Regions from separate parts of the Mus musculus genome. Here regions 2, 3 and 4 are each linked to region 1. A link is a contact called in public capture Hi-C and promoter capture Hi-C data. All regions are on one chromosome and are shown on one strand. The core of a region is the stretch at or near the end of the contact, and the rest is flanking DNA. Distances in the headings are between cores, read along the strand shown. Region 1 holds the start of Sstr4 (somatostatin receptor 4). Region 2 overlaps Napb (N-ethylmaleimide sensitive fusion protein attachment protein beta). Region 3 holds the start of Cstl1 (cystatin-like 1). Region 4 holds the start of Napb (N-ethylmaleimide sensitive fusion protein attachment protein beta).

Region 1 (6,946 bases), core at 3,882-6,381:
CAGAAAGAAAGCATGGGTTCCCGACCTGGAAGGAAACCACACTCCTCCAATAGTTTATGTTCGGTATTCAAAAGGTTACCAAGTCCATAGGGAATTCACAACTTTGCCCAGGAACTTATTTAAAGCCCCAGTTTGTTTAGGAGGCTTCTGAAGTCAGAGCACTTCTTCCAAGTTTAGGACTAAAGGGCAGGGAGCAGCTGTCTGCATCTCTCAGCTGAGTTCCCCCTGACAGTGGGAAGAATCCAGAGCTGGCAGGAAAGGAGCGGCCCCTAAAGATTTAGGGAAAGCCTCACCAGAATTCTGCTTCCTGTCTTCCCTGTGGCCCCCTTCTGTAGGCTACAGATCACAAAGAAAGCAATGAGGATAGAAATGGGGCCTCTCTTGATTGGGGTGTCAACTTCAGGATTGTAACTGCATCACAGAACTGCATACTTGCAAAGGGTGGATTTTATCATGTGCAAGTGGTGCTTTCATCAAAATAGAAGAAGAGATGGCACTGCCTGCACGAAGTGACTACAGAAAAGCCAGTTTGAATAATAGCACACAGAGGAGCCTCCACACCACCCTAGTCCCTCCTCCTCAGTGTCCCAGGAACACTTGCTGTAAAAGCAGGGCTGATTCTATTGCATTAGCTCATGGGTGCCAAATTCCTTCTTTGAATAGAGTGTGTGTGTGTGTGTGTGTGTGAGAGAGAGAGAGAGAGAGAGAGAGAGTCAGTACTCACTCATGTGAGAGCACATGCATGTTTTTCCGGGCCTTGCACATGCAAACACTCTACCATTAAGGTGCATCTCTAATCATGGTATTAGTTTAGCTTTGAATTGAATGACACTTTTGTTTGTATGGTTATTTAATTAATAGCCACCTTTGCCAATTATTTCCAGGTTCCATACTGTACAGACTCACCATGTTGTCTGGAAGCTGGTTGAATCACTGAAAGAAACCCTTAGCGCCCTGTCACTGAATACACACACATCCCAGCACATGGACCCACGGAACAGAATTTTGGGCCACGGTGCTGACTAACACAGTAGAGTTGTCTCAGCAAACACAGCTTCAGGATTATGACATCTGTGCTCTCACATTCACCTATCAGACAAGTGTTTCAAAGTCCAATTTTTCTGCATTCATGTCCAGACACAACAGAAGAGCTAGGAACTCAAGCCTTCCATTTATACATATATTAAGAGTGGGCAAATCAGGATGCAAAATGAATAAATAAGTTAATTAATGGAGAAAAGAAAAAGAGTGGGAAACTGAGGTGAGAAAGCCAAAATTACTTCTCTTGGGCTAGCTAAAGCTGATGTTTTCTGTTATCATTGGCGGCTTTTCCAGCTTGAAGCTATTAGCCTTTCAGCCATGATTAATCTCTGTTAAAAGCTTGCATTTTTTAAAAAAAAAATGGAATTTGTCTTTTTCCAATGAACAAACATGTCTTGGGGCCTGGGTGAGTCATTAGAAGGCCGAAAACATAAACTCCAGACTCACTCAAACTACTGCAACCATTGCTAAGGCCAAAAGTTTCCACTATATGATCCTTGCAGTGAAGTTCAAAACTATTTATCAGATATCTACTCTGCCAGGCACCAGGGACAAAGAAACAATTTAATAATAATAAAAAACAAAACAGAACAAAACAATAAGAAGTTGCTGCTATAGACATACGACCTATAGATGTTAAACTAACTGACTTTTTCTGAATGCTCAGGGTGACTGTGAGAAGTAATGACCAGGTAGGAATGGTCTGTGCATGTGTGTGAGCATGTGTGTATTCATGCTAGTGGAGCCAAAGAGGTCAGCGCTCTATTTAGAGATTTCCAACCCATAGCCATGGCCTTTGATACAGAAGAGACCTGGCTATGCCGTTTTCTCATAGGTAAGTCAAGATCAATTGAGTAGCAGACTCTGATGACTTCCACATACTCCTGCACCACCCTTGAGACACCCACAATCAACACCAGTTGTCACTATCAGGCCATCTAGCTGGCTGACTATTTCAGAAAGTGAGAATGCAACAGGTCTATGTCCACACACTTAACTTTCTCTTTTCTACTGTTGGTGGGGAAGGTGGAATCTCCAGTCTTAGCTGCTAAGAGTCACCATGTGGGACTGGGGATATAGCTCAGTTGGTAAAGTGCCTGCCTAGCCTCCACGAGGCGCTGAGTTTTATCCCTAACATGGAACAGGCATGATGCTGAACAATCTAATCCCAACACTCAGTGGGTAGAGGTAGGAGGATCATAAGTTTAAGTCCATCCTCGGCTACTATGTAGTGAATTGATGGCTAGCTGGTGTTACATGAGATCTTGTCTCAACAGCAACAGAACAACAATAGCTAAAACAACAGAAAACACTGGGTCAGCTAAAGAGTTGCCAAACAACAAGGAGCAGTTGATTTTTCCAGGCAAAAATTCTGAAGACCTGGCCTGAGTGACCTGCTTGGGTTTTAAGATATTTGTGCCTGGGACCAGAATTCAGCCGCCTTGTCCATTTCCCACATACCAGGCAGCTGCTACTGTCATACAAGTCATGGCTCTGGGCAAGAAGCCCAGAAAAAGGTCACCTCCTGCTTCTCCCAGGGTTTCAGAGATTCACTGTAACCCACAGGGTGGTGGAGCATTCCCTCAGGCCCCACTCTACTTCTTGGTTCACTCTGGATCCTCATTAGCCTCCCAACAGCTAGATAGAACTCATGCTGACTGCCCTAGAAGACACAGGGCTATGTTCTTTAGGATGATAGGATCCAGGTGTTTTCTTTTCAAGAACACTCTCCCTTGCCAGGCAGCTGTGGAGACTGCCCAGATGACTACCCTGTGCTTCCTCCTCCCCCTCTTGGCTCGTTGTTCTAGTACCACCAGCGATGGCTCAGTAGAACTCAGCAGGGCATTTTTGCTATACTGATCTGGGCTGTAATCAGCCACTTCTCACCCAGATGCTGCATAAGCTGGGTTCCCTCCAGCGCTTTAGCCTAAGTAAAGCTCTTACAGGCTGTGAATCTTCCTCAGGGGAAGTATACTGAAGCTGTGGTTAACTTACAAGGCACAGGAATGGCTTTTCACTGTGGTCATCATCTGATGTCAAAACAGAGTCTGTTTCCCCTCCACCTAGTTCTCTGGTCTTTTTCCGACACCTTCCCCCTCATAGCATAGCTCGGGCTTTAATGGGGTTTCATATTCCTGCAATCAGGGACGGGGGTGGAAAAAAAATTGCAGCTGATGAGATTTTAATCCTTTCTGCCTTTGAATTCCTGACCAGAAGTTTTATGCCTTGCAAAACCGCCCCACATCATGCTTCTTTAAGCCTTTCACACTCACAGGAAGTCTCTACTGGCCCCTTGACAACTGGAAAACACTTGTACAGTGACAGTGCAAGTGCCCTCGTCTGTTACGTAGACATCTCACTTAGCAACGAGAGCCTCAGACCGACACAGAGGGAAACCACTTGGAGTTATCCTATCTTCTCCCTTGTCTCACCATACACACTATGCTACCATACAGCAAAGAGCCTACACAGAGCACAGGCTCTGCCTACCTCAGCCTCCCAAGGGCTCTTTCAAGCAGTCACTGTCACAAGTCACACAAGGGTAGACATTCCTTTCTGACCACCACCTGCTTCCCACCTCTTGAAAAATTGCCAGAGGCCCAGGAATGGATGGTACTTTAGCCCAAATCCCAGGGCAGTCCTACCCCCATGGAGGTGTCCTTGGAGCCAGTCCTAGGAGAGGGAGGGACTAGCAGGAGTCCTGAGGCTCCTGGGGACAGCACACAGGCTGCTGAAAGGGCCTGGCTTAGTGAAAACAGGAGTTGTTCTTGAAGTTGCTGGCTTGAGAGAGTGGCGCAGACCCGTTTGCAGGCGAGGTGAGGGAGGGTAAAATGGTTTTCAGAAAGTAGTGGTCTTGGTGAAAGGGACTTGCTTGCAGCCAGGTTCTGCTTGCACGGGCTCCTGCTGGCAGGGCAGAGGAGGGCATATGCATCCTGCACCCCCTCTGCTTTTGAGAGCAGTGGCATAGTAGTCCAGGGGCTCTTCCTCAGCACCTCCAGTTGTTTCCAGGAGACAGCAGCGCAGGCACAGAACCCGCTGGAAAGAGCGCCGGAAGTTGTCAGAGAGGAAGCCATAGAGAATGGGATTGGCACAGCTGTTGGCATAGCTCAGGATGAGGGACACATGGTTGACAGTGGCATCGAGGCTGGTGACAAACAGGTTCAGAAGCTGCACCACATAGAAAGGCATCCAGCATAGCACAAAGACGGTCACCACCATTAGCACGAGCCTAGTGATCTTCTTCTCTGAGCGCCTCCGTTGTTGCCAGCCAGCCCGCAGGGCCACAGCGCGCATCTTGCCCACAATAAGCAGGTAGCATAATCCGATGGCCAGAACCGGGAGTAGGAAGCCCAACAAAAAAGTATAGATCACAAAGACCGCAGACCAGGCCGGGTGAGGCCAGTGCAGGTTGCAAGCCACGGCCTCGCCCCCACGAGCTGGCCTGGTGTCAGCGAAGACTGCGATGGGCAGGGTGACCAGCAAGGATGCTAGCCACACTCCCAGGTTGATTAGCTTGGCCACGCTGGGCCGCCGGTAGGTGGCGGCGCGCAGAGGGTGCACAACAGCCACATAGCGGTCCACGCTGAGCACGGTGAGGCAGAAGACACTAGTGAACATGTTCAGGCCGTCCACGCTAAGCACTGCGCGACACAGCACCGCCCCGAACGGCCAGTGGCGCAGGGCAGCCGCCGAGGCCACGAATGGCACGCTGAGCATGAAGAGCTCATCGGCGACGGCCAGGTTGAGTAGGTAGATGTTGGTGGCTGTCTTCATCTTGGCATAGCGTAGGATCACGAAGATGACCAGGGCGTTTCCCACCAGGCCCACCAGACACACGAGCGCATAGATGCACTGGATAGTGACCATGCCCGCTGTCCCTGTGCCGTCGGACCCCATCGCATCCTCCTCCTCCTCGTCCGGAGCCCAGCTGGCGTTGATCCCAGGGGTCCAGGTGGTGTCCTCGACCCCCGGAGGCAGAGTTGCTGGCGCGTTCATGTCTCGGGGTGCCCACCCCGGGCAGCGGAATGCGGTGGAGAGCAGCGGAGCGCTGAGCCAAGGACCAAGAGGCGGGCTGGGGTCGCGCGCGCACACGCTCGGCTCAGCCGCTCCGCCTAAGAAGTGCGCGGGGGCCCGGGAGCACCCGCCAATCCCTGCGCTGCCGCGCGCCCCTCGGCCGCGGGAGCTCCATTTGCCCGGCGCGCGCCCTTCCCTTCGCGCGCCCAACCTCAGGTGCCTTTGCCCGAAGAGCTCTTGTGGGCTTTTCTTACCTGCGCCACCTCTGCCATGTTGCCAGTTTCGCCGGGCTATCAGAAACTTTACTTGGAACCCGTCCTACCGTGTGCCGCTAGATCTCGCCTCCGTCAGCTCTTCAGATCCTCTCCCCTTAGGATCCTGGTTCTCTCCGAATCGCTCGCTCACTACCTACAGTTTTCTGGGTATTAAAGTATCTGGATGGCCCCAGATTACCCCAAGCACCCAAGCACGCAGAGCCATCATCCCAGCACCTGACAGCCCTTCCCTGCTCTTTCAATGTTCAGAAAGTCCTGTATTGTCCTTTAGCTCAGTCCAGGGATGAGGGAAACTGAAAGTCTCTATGGACATTTCTGTGGATTCAAGGTCGATAAGAGGCCAGAGGTGGAGTTGGGGTCCTGGGGTGTGTGTCTTGGATCTCTCCCTCTCTTCCTGCCCGCCCGCCCTCCCTCACCCCAAACACTGGCCCTCTGAATCTTTTAAATTGAATCTGCATGGAATTAAGGTCCTCAGGAAATGGAGTGGTATTAGGAGAACTAGAGATACCTTTAACCCCAAGATAACTAACCTCAGGCAAGTGAAATGGCTCAGGGATAAAAGTGCTTGCTCTTAAGCCTGAAGACCTGAATTTTATCCCTATGATTCACAAGAAAAGAAATTTGACCTCTATTTCCCACTGTGGCATGCATGCATCTGCCTCCCATCATTCATATATATATATATATATATATATATATATATATATATATATACACATGTATATATATACATATATATATATATACACACACACACACATGAGAGAGAGAGAGAGACAGAGACAGAGAGAGAAAGAGAGAGAGACAGAGACAGAGAGAGAAAGAGAGAGAGACAGAGACAGAGAGAGAAAGAGAGAGAGACAGAGAGAGAATGCTAGTGGTGACATACGGTTTTAATCCTGGCACTTGGGAGGCAGAGGCTAGCCTGGTCTACAGAGTGAGGTAGCCAGAGCTACACAGAGAAACCCTATCTCAAAAAACAAAACAAAGAAAAAAAAATAAAAGAGAAAAAGAAAAAGAAAGTGAATCCCTGTCTCCCAGGTGCTTTGAGTAAGTGGACTCCAGTGACAGAGAGACCTGCTAACTCCCACATGGCACTCACTCATGGAGGTTCCTGCCACAGGAAGAAAGATGGCTTGCCAGCCTGTGTCATCCATCCCTGCTTCCAAACTCACTGCTAGACATGAGCAGGGAACCCTCCACTTCTGCCCTAGATAAGCTGCTAAAGCAAGGCCCTAGAGAAGAGCTGGCCCTAAAGGGCATGACCCCTTTTGTGGTCAGTCCTTAAATGTGCCTGCTTTTTCCTTTAGTCTTATTCCTATCAATGTCTCCATGGGAGGGGCCTGGACCCTCACACAGAAAAAAAGCAGAGGAAATGTTTAGTGGAAGGAGGTGTCCAGTGCTTTCTGTGTAACTCTGGACTCTGGAGAGACTCTTCAGTAACTGTTCCACAGATTACCTCTATTTCCAGGTCAAGCGTGTTGTCTGTCTGTCCCCTTCCCTGGACTCACCTCCTCCGAGGTCCCTTCACCTATTGAGCATTCAGTACTCTCTCTTCCTGGAAAAGTCTTTCCTGAAGTTCTCCGGGTGAGCTTTTGGAATCTTCCTACTTCTTC
Region 2 (6,354 bases), core at 966-3,465, 320 kb before region 1:
TAATGTGGCACTTTCTCAGTACTCTGTTTCTGGGTTTTGTGGCTTTTGAGACGATTGGGGCATTGCTTTTGAGGTAGTCTCACCATGGAGCTCAGGCTGGCCTGGAACTCAGCCATCTCTTGCCTTTGTCAGTCCACTGTGGGTGTTACAGGCCTGGGCCACCACATCTGTCCATTAGGTGTTAAAGAATGGCAAGATAAAGTAGCTTCACACTTCAAAACATAATCTTCTTTGAGAAGTACCCTTCTAATATAAGGAAATCTACTTACCCTTCCTGATAGAAAACTTGTATTAAAAACAAATTAGATATATTTATTTTTGTGTATGAGTATTTTTTCTACATGTATGTATTGGTACCACATACATGCCTACTGCCCATTGAGGTCAGGAGAGCTCGGTATCAGATCTTCCTGGTACTAGAGTTACAGACGTGAGCCACCATATAAGTGATAGGAACTGGACCCAGGTCTTCTGCAAGAACGAGTGTCCTTAGCCACTGAGCCCTAAGTTACAGTGTAGATACATTTGTAGACCTTGGATTCACCGTATCTTTGTCTGGGTGTTGTTTTTATGGTATCTGCTGTGTGGTCCAATGCAGTGACTTTAGCCCTCCATTCCTCAGCCTCCTCAACTGGAATTTAGGATCAAAAAGAATCTTTTAGTTTGCGTTTCCATTGTTATGAAGAAGCATTGTTATGACTAGGGAAATACTTGCGAAAGAAAACGTTTAATTGGGGCTGGCTTACAGTTTTAGAGGTTTAATCCATTGTCATCATGGCGGGAAACATGGCAGCATCTAGGCAGACATGGTGCTGGAGGAGCTGAGCATTCTACATCTTGATCCAAAGGCAGCAAGAGACTGTATTCCACACTGGTTAGAGCTTGATCTTAGGAGACCTCAAAGCCTGCCCCCCACAGTGACATATACACTTCCTCCTACAAGACCACACCCATTCTTATAAGGCCATACCTCCTAATAGTGCCACTCCCCAGGGGCCAAGCATTAACACCTGAGTCTATGGGAGTCATACCTATTCAAACTACCACAAAGAGTATCTGTGTTTTTGAATAGCTGTTAAGATTCTGTAGTTTGTCTTGTGCACAGAAGAGCTCATTGAGTATTTCAGAGTTATAATAATATAGTAATAATTATACAATAAATACAATAATAGTCTCGGTATTATTTCAGTGAGGGAGGGGGGATATGAATGAATGATATGAATTAACAAGAACAGAAATGTAACCTTGCGTTTAAATTTCTCTCAGAGGAAACACAAGAATAGAAGAGGCATGTGAAATGTATACCAGAGCTGCAAATATGTTCAAGATGGCCAAGAACTGGAGTGGTATGTACAATGTTTTGTTTATTTACCAGGCAGTTACTTTAAAAACAGTTTGGTAGGAGGACAGGACTGTGTGTTCCCTTTAAAGAGTGAGCCAAGCATTGGTGCTGAAAGGATCCTCATCTCGGGTAGCTAACAAGATTGAGCACTGGGGCGTTGTCTGTCTCAGCTTCTGCCAGCCACCCAGTGTAGTAGGCTTTACCACATCTGCTCATGTTCATGCTCCTGCCTGCCACCCCAGAGCCTTGGCACGTGCCATTACCTGTTTACATACTTTCCCCTTGTTTATTGCTTTCTTCTGGTCCATCTTCAAAGGTTATCTTCTCAGCCAGCTCTCTTCTGACTACCCCTTAAAAACAGTGATCTCTCCCTGGAAACTTTCTACTCTTCCCCACAGCCCACATTACCTCCTAGGTATTTTAGTGATTTATATTTACATGAATCATCACATGGAGGCCCTCACTAGCATGTACCTTCGAGGGTCAGAGTGTTTATGTGTCTGCAATTGGACTCCATCCCTAGGGTCCACACCGTGTCTCTGATGTGGTGGATAGTCGGTATAGTATTTAATTGAATAAATAAACAAGGCTCTGAAGTTAAAGCACTGGTGCACTGGTGGTGAGCATGACACCATTTTGTCTCTTTATAATTTTAAAGTTCTTTTGTAATGATTAAGCTAATGCTTTTCAGCCACCGTTGAGACTGACAAGTTGGGTAACTTCCCAGAGACTATTCTCCTTTAAAGACACTTCCAGGTCAAGAGAGACCAAGCTGCTCTTGTTAGCAGTGATTGGAATTTGTGTTCCAAGCAATGAAGTGGCAGCATGCAATTGTATAACCAGCACCAACTGTTACCTGGGAGGTCGAAGTAGCCGAAAGGAGCCAGCTGTTGTGCTGTACTCCCAGCAGGAAAAGGATAGGTCATGATTAGTCGTGGGACAATAAACGTAGTCAAAAGTAAAATGTCAATGGGACTTGTAAAGAAATGAGAAGTGTGCTGGAATGTGCTGGGGAGAGGTTTGTCTGCAGTGATGAACATGGCTGGCACCAGTGCTTCCAGAGCCAGGCCTTCCCAACCACTTCCCGGCAGGTCCGGGTCATTCATTCTTCCAAGGCAGAGCCAGGCAAAGCTCCTGATCAGTTGGGTTCTGCCTGCAGCTAGCTTAGCCTTGGCGCTTCTCAGACTCTTGTAAGTCTTAATGTGGCTCTTCAGCTGCTAGCAGGGATTATTCTTACTAACTGTAGCCCTAAAGGCCAGTTCTCACAGGTTAGTGTTTGCATTAATCCTTTTATGCTGCTAGAACAAGATACCTTCATCTGAGGAATTTATAAAATACAGAAATATATTGCTCAGAATGTAAGGAATGTAAGGATTAGAAAAGTAAGGACTCTTGCTAGTGTATGCAATGGTGTCAGCGTTTGGAAGCTGATTATGGGATGGATCTCCGGATATGGCAGTCTCTAGATGGTCCATCCTTTCGTCTCAGCTCCATTGCATTGACACCATTGCATATACTAGCAAGATTTTGCTGAAAGGACCCAGATATGGCTGTCTCTTGTGAGACTATGCCGGGGCCTAGCAAACACAGAAGTGGATGCTCACAGTCAGCTAATGGATGTATCACAGGGCCCCCAGTGGAGGAGCTAGAGAAAGTAACCAAGGAGCTGAAGGGATCTGCAATCCTATAGGTGGAACAACATTATGAACTAACCAGTATCCCCAGAGCTCGTGTCTCTAGCTGCATATGTATCAAAAGATGGCCTAGTTGGCCATCAGTGGAAAGAGAGGCCCATTGGTCATGCAAACTTTATATGCCCCAGAACAGGGGAACGCCAGGGCCAAGAAGTGGGAGTGAGTGGGTGGGGGAGCGTGTGGGGAACTTTTGGGATAGCATTGGAAATGTAAATGAAATAAATACCCAATTAAAAAAAAAGAAAAGAAAAGAAAAGCGAGGACTCCTCAGCACTTCTAAGATGCCATCTTGTTGCTTCATCCCACATCGCAGAGGGAGCAAAGCGGCGTTCTCCTTTCAGTGTCTTGTGTAAGAGTGCTAATTCCACGTATAAGTGTGTGGATTAACCACTCCTTTAAAGGGCCTAGTGGGTAATACTGTGCCATCTGGATACTCAATACAAAGGGTGGGGGATACCAACATTCAGACCACAGGAGCACCCATGCCAAGCTAGGTAGTCAGTGCTTTCTAAATCTCACGTGTACTCTTCTGTCAGAAACAGAGGGGCAGATCAGAAATTGAACTGGAGCAGGCTCCAGGGTTTGTATGGCTTCCTTTCCTTGGTGACCAGAAGGCCATGTGGGAATGAGGTCAGTGCCTGTGGCGAGGGTGCTTGGGATCCGGAAACAACTAAAGCTTTCACAGAATTGGATGTCTTATTTCTTACGAGTGAATTTAAAGCAAGCAGTTACTTAGCGCAGTGCACTGCTTTGTGTCTGTTGTTAGTTAGTACTGCTCCTAGCTCCCAGAACAGTCTGAAGGAGGAGAGTCTCACTTAGCTCGTGGTTTCAGAGACTCACTCTGTGCTTGTTTAACCCCACGTGTGTGGGCAGAAGGCGTGGTGGGAGAGGTGCTTCTTCACCTTATTGTAGACAGGAAGCAAGAAGAGCAAGGGAAGGAAGGTGGCCCTGTCAAGCTTTAGTTCCCAGACCTCACCTAGGCACACCTCTTCAAGCTTCTAGAACTGACCAGCTGGAGGCCAGCCATTCAGAACATGAGTCTGGACATGGTAACACATCACTGTAGTCCTGACATATGGAAGGCTGGCATGGATTGAGTTCAGCTTCAGGAAGGGCAAGATCCTACCTTAGCAAACCACGTCTTTCCCCCAAACCCTAAGGTTTCACGCCATTCTTAGTCATGTTTTTCCTAGTGGAGCAGACTCAATAATGACAGCTGAGAGCCAAAGACACTGGATTGAGAGATGAGATGAATACCCTTGGCTTCAGTGCTTTGCCCTTTAACTGTGTGAGCTGGGTGCACCTTGTTGGGCTGATCTCATGATGTGGACTAGCGTTCAAGCGCATAAATTTTGGCTACAGTCATTAAGAAAGGAGGCTCTGTGTTCAGGAAAGCAGGCCTTCTGGAACTGCCGGGGAAAGCGACCAACACCCAATGCACTTGTTTCAATGTGACGCCTCTGGTCTCTGCCTGCAAAGCCTCCTTTTAGAGACTTGGACTCTTATTTGGAAAGGCCTTGTTTCACAATTTAACTGTGGCGCCTTCTTCAGCTGCAGGGAATGCGTTTTGTCAAGCTGCCAAACTCCACATGCAGCTCCAGAGCAAGCATGACTCTGCTACCAGCTTTGTGGATGCTGGAAATGCGTACAAGAAAGCAGACCCTCAAGGTAAGGCCGCTCAGAGGCTCTGTGTGACTGCCTTGGCAGCATTTCCTGTGGCCTTGAGGTTGGTGTGCCACGCTAAGTCCCGGTAATAAGAATTCTGTGTTATGGGATAGAAAGGAAATTTTGGTAAATGTAATAATGTTTACTCTTTAATCATAAAGACATTAGTCTGAAAGGGTTAAGGGACATTTGAGACAGTTTTTCGTCATGCAGCTAAAGCTGGCTTCAAACTTGCAGCTCTGCACCCTCTGACTCTGGTTCCAAAGTTCTGGGATTACAAGCACCTTATCTCAACCTCATGAAACATGGTCCTGAACTAAGAAGGAAACCCTGATGTTACTGTACTCCTCGATGTGTTTTATGTAGTGAGAGAGTGGTTTAAAAGGTGTTAAAGGTGTGTTAACCACACAGAGCTCTTTATTGTTTTCCTAAGTGCTCTTCAAAACCTTTTTTTAAAAAAAATAGTAGATTTAAAAAGTATTGCAAATGTTATTTCCTTTTGGAGAAGTATTAAAGTAATGTATTAAAATCCTGTTACATGTACATGGCTATCTTTAGTCTTTTTTGGTTGATTGGTTGGTTGGTTGGTTGGTTTTTCGAGACAGGGTTTCTCAGTGTAGCCCTGGCTGTCCTGGAACTCCCTTTGTAGGCCAGGCTAGCCTCACTCAAACTCACAGAGATCCGCCTGCCTCTGCCTCCCAAATGCTGGGATTAAAAGTGTGCACTGCCACCACCACCACCACCACCCTGAGTCTTTTTTCTTTTGTAGTCTATTTTGTTTAACCTACAAATCTAAACTTCTAGGAATGTATCCCAAAGAAAAATGTCCAGCTTTTTTTTTTTTTTTTTGTAGAAAGGTTAACCGTATTTTTATTTCCTAAGTGAGAAACTGAACACTGTGGGTATAAGCAGAATGTGGGGAGGCGCACAGCAGACTTACAATGCCTTCATATTGTAGAATACCACACAAGCATCCAAGTCTCTGGTTTGGTTGTGGTGACACACCCCTGTGATCCCAGCACTTGGGAGACTGAGGCTGGAGGCTTGGGAGTTACAGACCAGCCTAGGATATATGTATGTATGTATGTATGTATGTATGTATGTATGTATGTATAATCCAACCCTACATCAAAGACACAAAGTCCTGGGTTTCATAAATGTACTTTGACCTGGTACAGCCTCATGTGCTAATTTAAATTAAGGAGCTGAATTCTGGATGACTACAGTTTCTCCACAAAAAAACCACTGGATAAGAACTTGGTGATGTGGGAACACCGGGCCTTAGTGGTGCAATCCATAAGTTCTGTCTGTTTTTCTGTAGTCTGTAAGGTGTAGTGGTGAATGGACATTTTAAAATATACTTTAGGGAGCGGTTGCTTCTCGTTTTTTGTCCTTCTAGTCACTTTTCTGTTTCTCCTGTTAAGCTGCCTCCTTCTGCCTCTTTCAGCCACACTTTTCTGTGACAGGAAACTTTCTGGCTCATTGTTTAAAAGAAATAAGTTATTAGGATTGTCATCATGAAGTTTTCCCTTCGTTAAGCGGAATACCAAGACTATTTTGTTAGGTTAGCATACTGAAAGTGAGCGTCTGTGAACAGTATACACATTTACATACAATTTAACAGATGAACAAGTATTCCAAAGTGCTTTAAAT
Region 3 (6,267 bases), core at 2,293-4,792, 350 kb before region 1:
AATAACCTCACAGCCTCCATTTGCAAGGGACACATAAGTATCCGAACTGTTTGTGGAGTCTGTGAGCAAAACAGAAGCACTTCCACTAATGCATCTAAAAAATAATAATAAAACAAGCTATTGTGTAGATATTTCCTCCCAATCGAAACTTTCCCTCTGGAGAGTGGAGGCTGGCTTATAAGATTCAGGAATCAAATAAAGCAAGATCTTAAGGTCTCCTACCCAAGGTGATTAAGGAGAGGTTTGGGCTAGGTGAACCACCTGTGACACCTTCAGGAACTTCTGAGATGCCATTATGATCCTAAGCCCTTTCTGGAGTAGGCTTTTTTGGTGATACAGCTGCTATTGAGTCACCCATGTTCCCTTTAAGTATCCCCCATAAACTCACTGGTAAACTAAGCTAGACTTTCTTGGAATTGTTGCTTTGGTCTGTTGTTGGTGCCCTATCTGTAGTAAGTAGACATTTGTTGTTCAGGTTTCCCCAGGAAAAGCCACACGGGGGTATCCTAAGGACTTTTAAGTTATTAAACGTTTCTGCCAAAGTGTGTAGAGCAGCTATGACAGCTAGAGAGCCAAGAACAGAAGAATGGCCTGCGCTGACGACCTTGCTTTCTCTCCCATGAGCTTTCCACCTGATATGCTACCCCCTGTTCCCTACATCTGTTTCCTCCTGGGGCAGTGGACAGTGCGAGATGATGCTGTGCTAACCAGGTAAGGCAGAGAGAACACCAGCCAGGGCCAGCTCTCAGGGGTCCATCTGTCTTCTCTTACTCATGGTCAAACCTAAGGCTGTGAAGACTAAGAAGGGGGAGAGGAGGAAGAGGAGAAGGTGGTGGTGGAAGAGGGACTGGGGAGTCTTTTGTGGAAAAGAAGCCCTACACATGGAGTAAAACACTAAGGAAATATGGTGGCCATTGACCCAGGTCTGGCACCTCAAAAGAAATGTGTAGATTCGAGAGAACTACATATAGTGGAGAGAAGCTCTTGGGAGTCTCCTGCTTCTTGTGCCCAAATGCCAGTGGTCCAACCTAATGAGATAGTAAGTCTGTCTAGGGGAGATGCAGGCAGAAAATTCACCTTGATCCTGGTTGAATGATCCCCATAGAAAAACCTAAGGCCAGGTCCCAAGGCAATTGCTCATGGCTGCACTGCTAACGCAATCTCAGTCCTAGCCTGGAATGCCCTAGAATGCACGTGCTCCTCTGCTGTCATCAAGGTGGCCATTCTACATATGCACGGGGATGTTGTAGAACTGTGCCAACCACTGTCACACTGCCTAGCCATCGGCAGGTTGTATGTAGAGGAAACCTAAAACATGCATGCACATGAAACTTCTTACTCACTATTAGTCTCCATTGTTCACTTAGAATACAGCCATATCAGTAAATATTTGACAAGTGCCACTAGGTGGCAGCATTGTGCTAAATTGTTGCTGTTCTGACTCATTTTGCCTCTGAAGAAGCGGCAGGAAAGATTCTAGATGATGCGTAATCATGATTCCACAGCTGGGAACAGCTGAAAGGTGAAACCAGGCCCACCACTTACCACGCTTGTCTACTACCCCCTCTTTGCAGGATTGAGACGTTCAAAGTCACATCTAGATATTGAGATGTCCAGAAACCTGTGTCCATGATCCTCCCTTTCCAAGTGACAGGTCCAAATTGTCCGCTTATCACTTTAAATAACTTCAAGTTTGCATATAAACATTTAAAAAATATTTTCGACTAGTTAACTGTTAATGGTAGAAGGTTGATTTCACAGGTTATATTAGTATCTCAATTATAGTTTAAGGAAACCGATCAAAGTGAAGACGAAGCAGCGCCACCTTGTGGTTATAGTGCATAATACCAAGGAATCCCCAGGAATGTCTGTGTTGGGATTAAGGAACTTTAGCTATCAAACTTACATTGCCCACCCGGCCCCATGTCTTCCCCTTCTTGCTGTTAACTCCTGTTCCATCTGCTTTCCATTCTCTCTGACTAGTAATCTTCTCTCATAGTGAACGATTTCTTCTCAAAACTGCATAGCTAGGAAGCAGAATTGTTTCTGACTGGTTTGATCTGACCTTGAGGAAACATTGGCTCAATAGTTTTCAAGCAAATGCTTTCCTCTACCGCCTTTCGACTGATAAGATTCACAACAAAGTTGTGTGTAAAACAAAAGAGAAGGCACAATGACACGCACATGTGATCCTAGCACTCACATGGAAGGAGGGAGGACTGTGCCTAAAAACAGGTAGAATTAATCTGGCTGCATTCCCTGACCCCATTGCTCTCACCAAAGACTTGTTGCTCTAAATGTCTCAAACACAAAATTCAATCCTGATTTACAGTCCTGGACACTGAAGAAATAAAAATGCTGTTGGAAGTAAAGGAATCTACAGAGCCTGCTTATGGTTTTTCCAGATAATATCATTAAAAAAAAAAAAAAAAAAAAAAAAAGACATCCCCATGCTGCCCTCTGGTAGGCAGAACAAAATGCAATTTCTCCCATAGAACAATGCAGAGTAGCTACAGGTCAGCTTTTGGCCAAGGAAAAGGTAGTAAGGATTAGTTTCCAGCCTGAGGCCAGACTAGGTCACGACCTGGCTGTGATGACCAAATGAGCTGCTTAACTCAGAGATATCGTGTGCACCCATTGCACATGAAGCTACCTGAGGAGTTTCCAGGACTTGGTTATAGAAAATCCCCATATGTCTCAAGAAGCAGGATGGGGCTTGTGTTGATGTCCGGGCAACAAAGCACAAACCTGCATCTGACCTTGAATTAGCTTCTGAACTTGATACAAGTAGGTGTCGTTGCTTGCGTTGTTGTAAGAGCGGATGAAAAAATGGAGTGTCGAGTTGATGTTTTTCTTGCTCATGGCCTTCTCCTTGAAACCCCCCCACCTCTGGATGTGATTCACCTTAGCCATTACGACCACAGTCACCAGCAACAGCAGCAAGGGGATCCTCAAACCTCTGGCCTTCATCTCCATGGCTTCGGAAGGCACTTAGCTGCAGTGCTGCCAGCTTTCGAGTGCAGCAACAGTTCTCTCCGCCTTCCACAGCAGTCTTGCCGGCATTGGCTTCCTGGGAGACAGCTTCACGGACCCTAAAGCAGAGATCAAGACACTGAGTTCACTCTTCCAAAGTGCTAAGGACACTATCCATGGAAAACTTCCCAAGGGCCAGAGCAGTGCTCCTGCCACTAGCAATGGCCATTCTGTTCTTTAGCAATCCAGGTTAAGAGGTTGTCTCTGCACACATACCAAGCCATGAGAGCGTTCCCTAGCCTTGCCTGTACATGTAGTGTGATCCCAAGAACAGACTTCAGAGCCACACAATAAAGACATGCTATAGCAGAGGGCACTGTGTATGGAAATAGATGAAAGTTTATGGAATAAGTTGTATTTGAACTGAGACAAAGGAATTGACCACATGGAACCTGGCGTAGTATATTCCACCCACCTTATCAAGTCACCAGCAACCCCTGTGCTTCCTCAGTCAGGTCCCCTTACTCACCTGCCTCCTACCTGCCACAGATTTCTCTCTGCTGTTTCCCACTGTGCTGGCAGGTTCCCAGGCTATCCCTTGTAATCCTGTTATGACCCAGCAGAGCTTTGTGAGGTAACCCCAAGCTCCCCATGTGAAGTCAGCCAGGAGTCTTACTCAGAAATTATCGCTGCAGGGTGCAACCTGTATGTTAAGAGCTCATTACAGTACCCTAATGTTTTGCCCCCAGCAAAAGAACAATAGTAAGAGAATCAACAAAGCCTTGGACTAGAGAGATGTTTTCTTCAGTGTCAGCATAAGGATCCTAGCTTAGATCCTCAGCACTCACAGAAAAGTCAGATTGGGCTGTGAACACTAATAGCCATAGTGTTGGAAAGCAAATATGGGTGGGTCCCAGGGCCTCACCTGTCAATCAGTGTGGACAAAATGCTAAGTCTAGGTTCATTGAGAGACCTAGCCTCAAAAATAAGACAGAGAGTAATGCTGTAAGACATTCCAATAGCAACCTCTGGCCTTCATACACATCTACCTGCACCAACATACACACACACACACACACACACACACACGCACGCACACACACGCACGCACATATACCACAATCTGAATGTACTGTAGTGACTGTATTGTGAAATGCTAACTTCTTAGTTTTATAGTTGTACTGGGATTATGTCAATGTTTCAGGAGGTTAAAGACCTAGGCGAGGTTCTGTGGGCTTTTGTTTGTTCGGGATCTTTTCAGTCTATTTGTAAGTTTCATATTATTTCAAAATTAAAGTTTAAACGTTAAAAACTAAAACTAGTCATTGAGAAGCAGAGTGATATGGCAGGCAACACACATGTCTCATGCTCCAGCTGTACTCTGGAGATTCTGGGCTACTTAATCTCCCTGAGCCTAGATTTTTTCATCTCTGTTTTTGAAACAGAGTCCCATTATAGAGTTCTGGCAGGCCTGGAACTCACAGAGATCTGCCTACTGAGTACTGGGATTAAAGGTGTGTGCCACCACACCTAGCATTTGTCCTTGTGTCCAGCACTGGAGATTTCTCAAAATCATCTGTGTGATTCTTCCTGAATCTGATTCATATGCTGGATCCATTGTCTGATGAGCTCCTAGTCCTAGTCTAAGCTTCATTGTGTCCCTCCAGTAATAATAGTTTATAGTACTATTAGGGTACCACAGCGTCCATATTGTGCTCCATAGAGTCCTAGAATCTGTCGAGCTCCAGACATGGAAGCTTTAGAACACTCTAGGTTGGATGAGCCGAACTCACTACAAAATAGATGTCTCACCTATACCTTTCTCCTCTGTATTAGAAATGACTTGTTAAGTAAGCTCTGCTACTTGGGTGGAGGAAGAACTCTGCTTATTGACAATCAACACACTATTAATTAAGCTAAATATAGCCAACAAAATTGGATTGTTATGTGCCAGCAGAAGGACAGAGGTGTACGAAACATTCTGTTTAACTGAACTTGGGGTTCAGTTCTTTCTTTCTTTCTGCTATGTATTTTAAATTTTTATTTTATATTTATGAATGTTCCGCCTGAATGTACATGTGTGTTCCACTTGTGTGCTTGATGTCTGACAAAGTCAGAAGGGAGCGTCAGAGTCCCATGAGCTGGAGTTACAGATGGTTGTGGACCACCAATGTGGGTGCTGGGAATCAGGTACAGGGCTTCTCTGCAAGAGCAACAGTACTCTTAACTAATGAGCCATCTCTCCAGCCCTGGGGCTGAGCTTTTCAAACAGTCCTCTGCTGAGCCTGAGTGTAAGTCATAACTGCACAATAGAACTGCTTCCTGCCTCATGTCAGTGTGGGCATCTTGTTTCCTGAATTAGTTCCCCCCAAACAATACCAGAAAGACTGATGATTTGGAGGAGAAAATAAATATTTATTTAATCTATGGGATAAAGGAGAAATAACTGGCCTATTTGTATCAATGGGATATAGAATAAATGGGCAGTTTTTTTTAATGTTCAAGAACTAAGTGGGGTCCATTGTCTGGTGAGCCTTAAGCCTTAGTCCAAGCTCTTTGTGGAATAAAGACAAAATAGAGACTCTAATTACAATCATAAATATGAGAAATACAGTGAGTATCAGAAACCTGCCTTTGAATTAAAGGAAAAATAAGGAGCCAGAGATATAATGCCATAAGGAATGAAGACAAAAAGGGGGAAGTAAGGGGCTTGATAACACACTCGAAACAAAGGCAAAGAAGGTACTTGCTTATCTTCACAGAATTGGAAAACTGGATTCCTCATTATAACTCTGAAATAGGAGGAGTATGATGGTTGGTTCCATTTGGGAATAAAAAGAAACACACAAATTGGTCTAAGCAGCTGTGGAGATTGTTTAAGATGATTGGCTGTTTACAAAGGAAAAGGAAAAATAAGGTTCTCCTCATGTCATGAAAATGGAAGTAAAATGCTTCATAATTTTATAGGTTATAGGGAAGGCAGGGGATTGAGAAGTTCATAGACTAAGGAGAACTTAGAGGAGTCTTCTTGGTCCATAGCAAAGAGAGAAAAAAAATAGACTTTAGCTGGGTCCATGTAAGGAGGCAATTACAGAGACCTCGGTCTTGTCCAAAAGACAAGTGATGAATGACTCTGAAAGGGGCACAAGTATTACAATTTCAAATTGTCCACTGTAAACACATGGGATTATTTGTCAACTGCACTTCATAATGCGGTTTGGATGCATGGATGGGGGTGTGGGGAGCGGGTGTGGCGGCAGTCCTAAAGGCGCCAGGGACTGCAGCTAAGTCATA
Region 4 (6,731 bases), core at 1,088-3,587, 340 kb before region 1:
CCATTCTTTACTGTTGAGGCTTGGTTATAAAAGGTGGCCCTACTCTACCTACAACTCTAGCAACAGGCAGATGGCCACATCCTCTACTCACGAACGTCATTTTCTGTTAGAACTGGGGATTTCAGATGAGTTCAGTCATGCCTCTATGTTGGAGACCATACCGTGAGAAAAAGCCTTTCACAGTCTCCCACCCTGACAAGCCAAATGACCTTGTGCTAGGAGCTGCTCATCACTTCCTTCTCCCTGTTCCCTTTCTGGCACCTGAGGCTGTAAAAGCTGAATTCTTCCTTATCTCTTCCTGATTCCCATGACATCCAAGGACACGAGTTACTTGCTGAGCCCGGACTGACACCCAAGGCTGTTAAGGAGGATTCGAATTCCGGAGATAAGACGAAGAATGCCTGCCACCTGGAGCCTGACTTCGGCCTTCATGTCCCCAGATGCCCACTTCTTTGTTCTTTGTTAATTCCCCCTCAATCCCTCCCTATTCCCCTCGATGTATGCTTTAAGAACCACTGTTTCTGCCTAATAAACTGAGACCTTGATAGGAATCCCTTCTTGGTCTCGGCTTCTCCTTTCTCTCCCTCCCATTTCCGCCCAGGTTTGCAGTCCCCCTCGAACCCACGAATAACTGAGTCCTGCTGGGTGGGATAACCTCTATGGACTGTTTGATATGGAGAGTGGGCCTTTAACCTTCTAATCTACTCTTCTTTGTATTCACTCAGCTTGAATGTATCCGGAATGTCCATTGAATAGGATGTGCCCAGAGCCACTGTAAGGTAGGTGCCACAGTCTGAATGAATGAGCATCCATTAAAGGCAGATGAGTGAAATGTCTGGTTTTTGAGGTGTGCTTTGGGAGAATGTATTCTGGTTCCTTTTCATCCAAAGCTTTAGAATTTAGAATGATTAACTCCAGAATAGGGTAGAGTGGAGATCTGGACACCAAAGACTAGTGGCAGAGGGATCAATATTTCTTGACTATCCTGCAGAGTTGTTCCATTCAGCCAGGGTTGGGAATTGCTCTGATCAACACACTGCTGCTGCCCATGATGCTTAGGAGTTGACTCAATCCACCAAATTCCCCAACTGACTCCTTTTCAAATGCCAATGTTGGTTCACTTTTTGCAATTTTTCTCTCTTCAATCCAACATCCACTGCCACCTCCAATTTCCTACCTCCGTCTACCCTCCTGCTCCAAACTTGCAAATCAGTTCTCCAAAGTGAAAAAAAAAACAACAACAAAAAAACAAGCTCATAGTAGTTGTAAAAAAAACTATGCACCAAGAGCCGATATTCCCCTCTATCTTGAGAGCATCCTGCTATGGTTGGATCATGCCACACTGTGACATCAGTTTTGGTAGCTTGTTTCCAGGAGTTTAAACGCTCTTGCTATGTTCTCTGAAAACAGGCTTCATTTTCTTAGACAAATTCTGCTTGCCAGTTCCTACAGCGTATTCATGAAGAGTTTTAAATCATCAGAAACTCTCATTTGGCAGTAATTCTATTTGCTGCACCACCTAAGAAGTAGCACTGCCAAGCATAAATGGTCTAGACATTGTATTAAAAAACACCTCCCTCTGGGACAGGCCTAGAAGTCACTGGCACAGGATTGCATCTATCTATGGATATTTAGTAGATTAGAAGTCTTCCTGGCAGACAGGAATTTTGTCAAGATCCACCCACTATAGCCAGCATTATGTAAAGCATAAGAGAGTTCACTGGCTTATAGCCATTTAATAGAATTCAGTCAATAACAAGAGTAGATTGTGCCTACAGGAAAGATATGCAATCCATTTTTAAACAAGAGGACCAAATGGAAAGTTGTAGTTTGGGGACGCTTAAAATCAACTCTGAATTTATATTGGGGATGATGATGCATTTTTAATGTCTTGCTGTCAGAAATTAAAAATAGCTCTTTAGGCCAGCTGTTGCTGCTTTTCTGGCAGAGTTGGGAGGTGGGGCACCACATGGTTGACTAAATTGAGCTGAACTGCTGCATTAGATTAAATTTTGCAGTATTGCTTGTAGAGTGTCTCTCTGTCTCCCTCTCTCTGTCTGTCTCTGTCTCTATCTCTGTCTCTCTCTCTCTTTCTTTCTCTCTCTCAACCTTGAAGTCTACCTCCAAGGGTCCAAGGCCCAAGACCCCTCCAGAAGGCCACGCCCCTTCCCCCTCCTCCAGGGAGTCCGGGAGAACGCCCGGCCCTGCCCAGCAGCCTGCTGGGAACTGTAGTTGTGGTCTCTGACAAACTGGCATTAAGGTGGAATGTAGGACTACAGATCCCGAAAGGCCACGCGTGCCGCGCCTGCGTGTCCGCACCTGCTGGAGGGAGGGCTAAGTCGTCCCGGGAGCCTAGCTAGTCAGCAGAGGAGGCTTTGGCTGCAGCGGGTGACATGGACAACGCAGGGAAGGAGCGAGAAGCGGTCCAGCTTATGGCGGAGGCCGAGAAGCGAGTGAAGGCTTCCCACTCTTTCCTCCGAGGGTTGTTCGGGTGAGCGCCAGAGGTCTTGCCCTTAGGGGTCTTGGTGCCCGATCCCCTGCCCAGCCGGCTGCCACCGCAGAGTACCCCGCGCAACTGCTTAGGGTTACGGGATTCCCAGTGGCCCACGCTCTGTTTTGGGTCCCGTAGCATCCAGGGCCTCATCGCATCCCTTGGGCCGTGTCTGGGGTGTCTCTCCAGTCAGCACACACTGCAAGCCCCAGAACCTTTTGGGGATCCTCAGGCCTTGGACACCCCTCACCCACACCCGGAGAACCTCTAGCTCACAATCCCCAGGCACCCTTAAACAACCCAGAACACCTACGCGTCCTCGGAGATCTCTGTGGTCCCCCAAGTCCCATGCGTCGCCAACGGTCCGGTGCTAGCTCCAGGGTCCGCGCCAAGCTGCCTCTTCAAGGATGCCACCCCTCCTGGTGGACCAGATTTATTCATTTCCCCTGGTTGGGCCCGTAAATCCCCCGGGGGAGCCAGGACTGTGAGGTTCTGGAATTCAACCTGGAGTTTGGCAGCAGCTGGTGGCTCGTGGGGAGCGCGAAGTCTGCGCCCCTGTATCCCGGGCACTTGCCCGCTGGCCTTGGCTCAAGGGCCTTGAAATCATATCCTCCTTGGTGTGTTTTTCATTTGCCAGAGTGACTTGTATCCGTAGTTCAGGCTTCCCGTTTGATGAACTGTATGTAACATTGCTCCTTTTTAAAGTCAGAGTATCCTTTGGGAATCCCGTGATTTTGTTAATTCTTACATATCTTGGTAGGGAAGGGTTTGGTTTACATTCTGAGCTTTCAAAAAGCAAAACCTGCCCTGAGAGCTTGTGGAAGAATTCTGGGCTGTTGATTATGCGAATGATTCAGCTGTTTATGACAGCGGTAGAAATTACGTGTGCCTCTTCTTTTTTTTCTCCCATTTGAAAGTGAAAGATCTGTACCAAGAACAGATTTTAATTATCGAGAGGGACTAGAGGTACATACTAAACTGCTGCATTGTGAGACGCAGTTTCTGTAAAAATTCAGTATAGACACTTAAGTGCTGAAAATGTACCCAGTGAACTTTGACTTTTATTTTTACTTCATTCATCTGACTACTAATTACATTAATTATTATATAATAGTTTAATTGAGCCCCATTATGTTTGCATCTCCAGGAAATGCTTAGAGTCACATTGATACAGTTTATGGTACCATGGTCTGCCAAGATAGAGAAGGAGACCATGCTTGGAGACCCCTAAGGGCATTTGTCTCTGCTAGTTCTTAAATTTCTCATGTAATATGAAGCTTGGAAGTGTAGGTGTAAGTTATAGATACTGCTTCCTCTTTCAAAGGGACAAGGAGCATTGCAAGTGCCAAAGACTAATTCTTGTCTGAGTCACAAAACACACACTGGATTGCATTCAGTCTGTGTGAAATTTAATGGCAGAGTAGCTCACCTTGGGAGATGATGTTAATACACATTCCACATCGGGATGTGCTTCCTTGAGCCAGTTATGGACATTTAATTTTGGTCAAGAGGAGCACTGTTTTGAGGAAACTATGTCAAATCTTGAGACACTCATCGGAAAGGATTTTGAGGAATCTTTATTTCTGAAGAAACATCTTTTGGGCCGTTGCTGCCCTGTCAGTGGCAGGCCAGGTAGGAAGACTTTCATTTCCCATCCACGCTCAGTTTGTGTGGAGTCACTTAGAAACAGCAGTCCAGGTTGTTACCGTGGGGTTTGGAAAAGGTTAGCTTTGCTTCTTTGGGCCTCAGTTTCTTCTGCTATAATCCAGTGTGTCTTGTGATTAATAATCAATGAGTTTATAAAATACTTAGACCTGTGGAGGTTGGAAATGGCTGTGGCATGATTATCCACATACTTATCAGAGCTGGCAGTCCCTCTTATCAAAGAAGCAGAAGGGCAGATGGATTGAGTTTTATGGGATTTCAGAGCCAAAAGTGTGGTCACTAGCTTAAATGAATAAATACCTTAAGAGTCTTAGCCAGGTTAAGTGTCCTTTGCACTCAGGACTGGGAGGTTTCTAGTCATATTTGGTTCTGAAAGCTTAGGAGAAGAATATGTAGAACTTCATATGATCCATTATAAGTATATAAGTATTTGAAACCCCAAACTAGACCTATTTCTCTTTTAGTTACAATGGTCCTGTGGGTGTGCTATTGCAAGCATCTGTCATCACCTTACACGTTGCCCTGCCCCACCCCTCTTTGGTTCTATCCCTCATTTACGGTAGTGTTATCCATCCCCATGTGAGACTCTCAAGTTAACAGGGAATTAATCATGGCAAGTATCATCGGCGCTCCTGCTTAAGAGATGGACAGGTGATGATTTAAGGATGTGTCAGACATTTAAAAAGGCATTTGGCTTAATGCAGATGTTTCACGTCACTGACTGTTAATCTCCTAACTGCAGATTAAAGCGGAGCTTGACTCCATCTCCTGTATCCCAAACACCGCTTTTGTGATATACTTTGTTCTCAGTATTGTTACATAACTCTGCCTTTCTGTTGTTGCTTTAGATGGAAATATGCGAGGAAATCCATGAGAGTGAGTCTATTGGAAGCTTCTTCAGCTTGGTAGCTGGAGGTTGAGGGAGGGAGGCGTGCATGAGTACAGTTATCCCCCCAGCGAAGCTGCTACAGCTTCCCTACAAGAAAACCATTTGAAAGGATGCAGACAAGCCTGCAACCAATGTTACTTCTGTTTGGTTTTCTGTCTTATTCCCGGTTAAAGAGTAACTGTTTTTGTCTGGGTTTTTTTTGTTTTTTGTTTTTTTTTTTTTTTTTTTTTGGTTTTGGTTTGTTTGTTTTCTTTGTAGCTGTGCCGTCAAATTAATTCTCACTTTTTCTGAAGAGCACAACAGTGTGTAAGACCACCACTGAAAAAGTCAAAGTTTCACTTAGTGCATTGCCAGAGTGGAGCTGTGGACATTTGTAGTTAATCAAAGTTTAATTTAGCATCTCCGAGAACGGCTAGAAGGATCTTTAGCTGCCCAGACTGACAATGGGATACTTTCCAAGTGCAAAGACCTCCTTGCTATCTCCATTTGTTACTAGGGGAACCTGCAGTGAGGGCACAGAGCACACTGAAGAAAGCCGTACTTACTGAATGATAGGAAAGTGTTTCTGAGCTTCCTTCCTTTGTTTGTTTGTTTGCAGTGCTAGGGATGCAACCCCAGGCCTTGTACATTGTTAGGCAAACGTTTATCCTGCCACTGAGATATATTCTCAACCCCCTGATGGTTCCTTTTCAATGTTCCTTCATCTCAGGGTTAATAAACGAGGTGGTCTCGGTGTAAATTTAATGAAGGATCCTTTTGGATTACTGCAACTAAACATGGGTCTACTTCATGTCTGTCTGTGAAGATTCAGATATTTCTTAGATACTATAGACTAGATCCATATTGTTCCCTTGTTTTTATTTCAGTGAAGATTGCGTTTCCATGTTTAGCACAGTCATGTGATAGCTTTGAGAGAGAGCATTTACATCTTTCTCAGTTATGATTAATACTTAAATGTAAATTCAGTTTTTTTTTTAAAGTCATTAATCATCTGGATGTGGTGACACACACCTTAAATACTAGCATTCGGGAAGCAGAGGCAGGTAGATCTGTGTGAGTTCAAGGCCAGCCTAGTCTACATAGTGAATCCCAGGACAGCCAGGGCTATGTAGAGAAATATCTCAAAAACAAAACAAAAGCCAAACAAAACAAAAAGAATAGGAAAAATAATACCAAAAAAAAAAAAAAAATCATGAATGTGCTCACCCAGTAATCTAGAGGCTGAAGCTGGAGGATCTTGGGTTTCATGTCAGCCTGTCTCAAAAACAGGAGAGTAAATGTAGACTCGGTTACTTACGAAGATGAACTTACAGTGTAAGACATATGAGCGTGTTTATGTATACTTCTTATAACTTAAGAACTAAGATATGGATATGGATAATTGTTTATAGAAAAATAATAATACATGTCATTTAAATCTGTAATTCTGGGATTTTGTACTTCTGATTTTTTTTCAACTATTTTTTATTTCATGAGAATTATTCATGACACTTATGATTACAAATAATTCCTGGTTGATTGTTTATGTCAACCTGACACAAGCTAGAGTTATCTGGGAAGATGACTGCAGTTGAGAAAATGTTTCCCTAGATTGGTCTGTAGGCATTTTCCTGATTTAATTGTTAATGCAGAGTGGGAGGGTACAGCCCACAGGACTCTGTCCTAAGCTAGATAAGAAAGCAGGCT

Evidence for each region. Promoter capture Hi-C pulls out the DNA fragments that hold promoters and counts their contacts. Capture Hi-C pulls out chosen DNA fragments and counts their contacts.
Region 2: a contact with region 1 is called in a promoter capture Hi-C map of hippocampal neurons, with 3 times the contacts expected there. The contact joins the enhancer-like site here to the promoter of Sstr4 in region 1. A contact is called at or near these places in 10 of 39 promoter capture datasets (the 3T3-L1 cell line, the C10 cell line, the HPC-7 cell line and 4 more), 1 of 15 datasets of contacts at CTCF or cohesin (pro-B cells) and 5 of 115 datasets of contacts at active chromatin or transcription factors (bone marrow-derived macrophages, embryonic stem cells, fibro-adipogenic progenitors and 2 more).
Region 3: a capture Hi-C map of macrophages shows a contact between it and region 1, with 4 times the contacts expected there. The contact joins the promoter of Cstl1 here to the promoter of Sstr4 in region 1. A contact is called at or near these places in 6 of 39 promoter capture datasets (the 3T3-L1 cell line, 3T3-L1-derived adipocytes, the HPC-7 cell line and 3 more), 4 of 484 Hi-C or Micro-C datasets (LSK cells, cardiomyocytes, cerebellum and 1 more), 3 of 115 datasets of contacts at active chromatin or transcription factors (acute myeloid leukemia, bone marrow-derived macrophages and large pre-B cells) and 2 of 9 other capture datasets (adipose tissue and macrophages).
Region 4: a contact with region 1 is called in a promoter capture Hi-C map of liver. The contact joins the promoter of Napb here to the promoter of Sstr4 in region 1. A contact is called at or near these places in 15 of 39 promoter capture datasets (the 3T3-L1 cell line, 3T3-L1-derived adipocytes, the C10 cell line and 9 more), 6 of 484 Hi-C or Micro-C datasets (Th1 cells, cortical neurons, embryonic stem cells and 2 more), 8 of 115 datasets of contacts at active chromatin or transcription factors (acute myeloid leukemia, bone marrow-derived macrophages, embryonic stem cells and 4 more) and 3 of 9 other capture datasets (adipose tissue, liver and macrophages).

Annotation. Positions count from the first base shown.
Region 1 is chr2:148,393,562-148,400,507 of GRCm38.p6, reverse strand. It overlaps Sstr4 (somatostatin receptor 4), which reads right to left and starts at 5,131. Exons shown (of 1, transcript NM_009219.3): 1 at 3,744-5,131. The coding sequence starts at 5,037. The coding sequence ends at 3,880.
Region 2 is chr2:148,707,667-148,714,020 of GRCm38.p6, reverse strand. Napb (N-ethylmaleimide sensitive fusion protein attachment protein beta) reads left to right here. Exons shown (of 11, transcript NM_019632.3): 2 at 1,267-1,346; 3 at 4,588-4,704. Among named protein-coding and RNA genes, the nearest start is that of Napb, 22 kb to the left of the region's middle. Within about 2 kb of position 2,215, at least 3 of the 459 cell types and tissues checked have an H3K27ac peak or open chromatin away from gene starts, as enhancers often do.
Region 3 is chr2:148,747,636-148,753,902 of GRCm38.p6, reverse strand. It overlaps Cstl1 (cystatin-like 1), which reads right to left and starts at 3,542. Exons shown (of 4, transcript NM_177655.4): 1 at 3,503-3,542; 2 at 2,749-3,092. The coding sequence starts at 2,976.
Region 4 is chr2:148,728,026-148,734,756 of GRCm38.p6, reverse strand. Napb (N-ethylmaleimide sensitive fusion protein attachment protein beta) reads left to right here and starts at 2,337. Exons shown (of 11, transcript NM_019632.3): 1 at 2,337-2,491. The coding sequence starts at 2,394.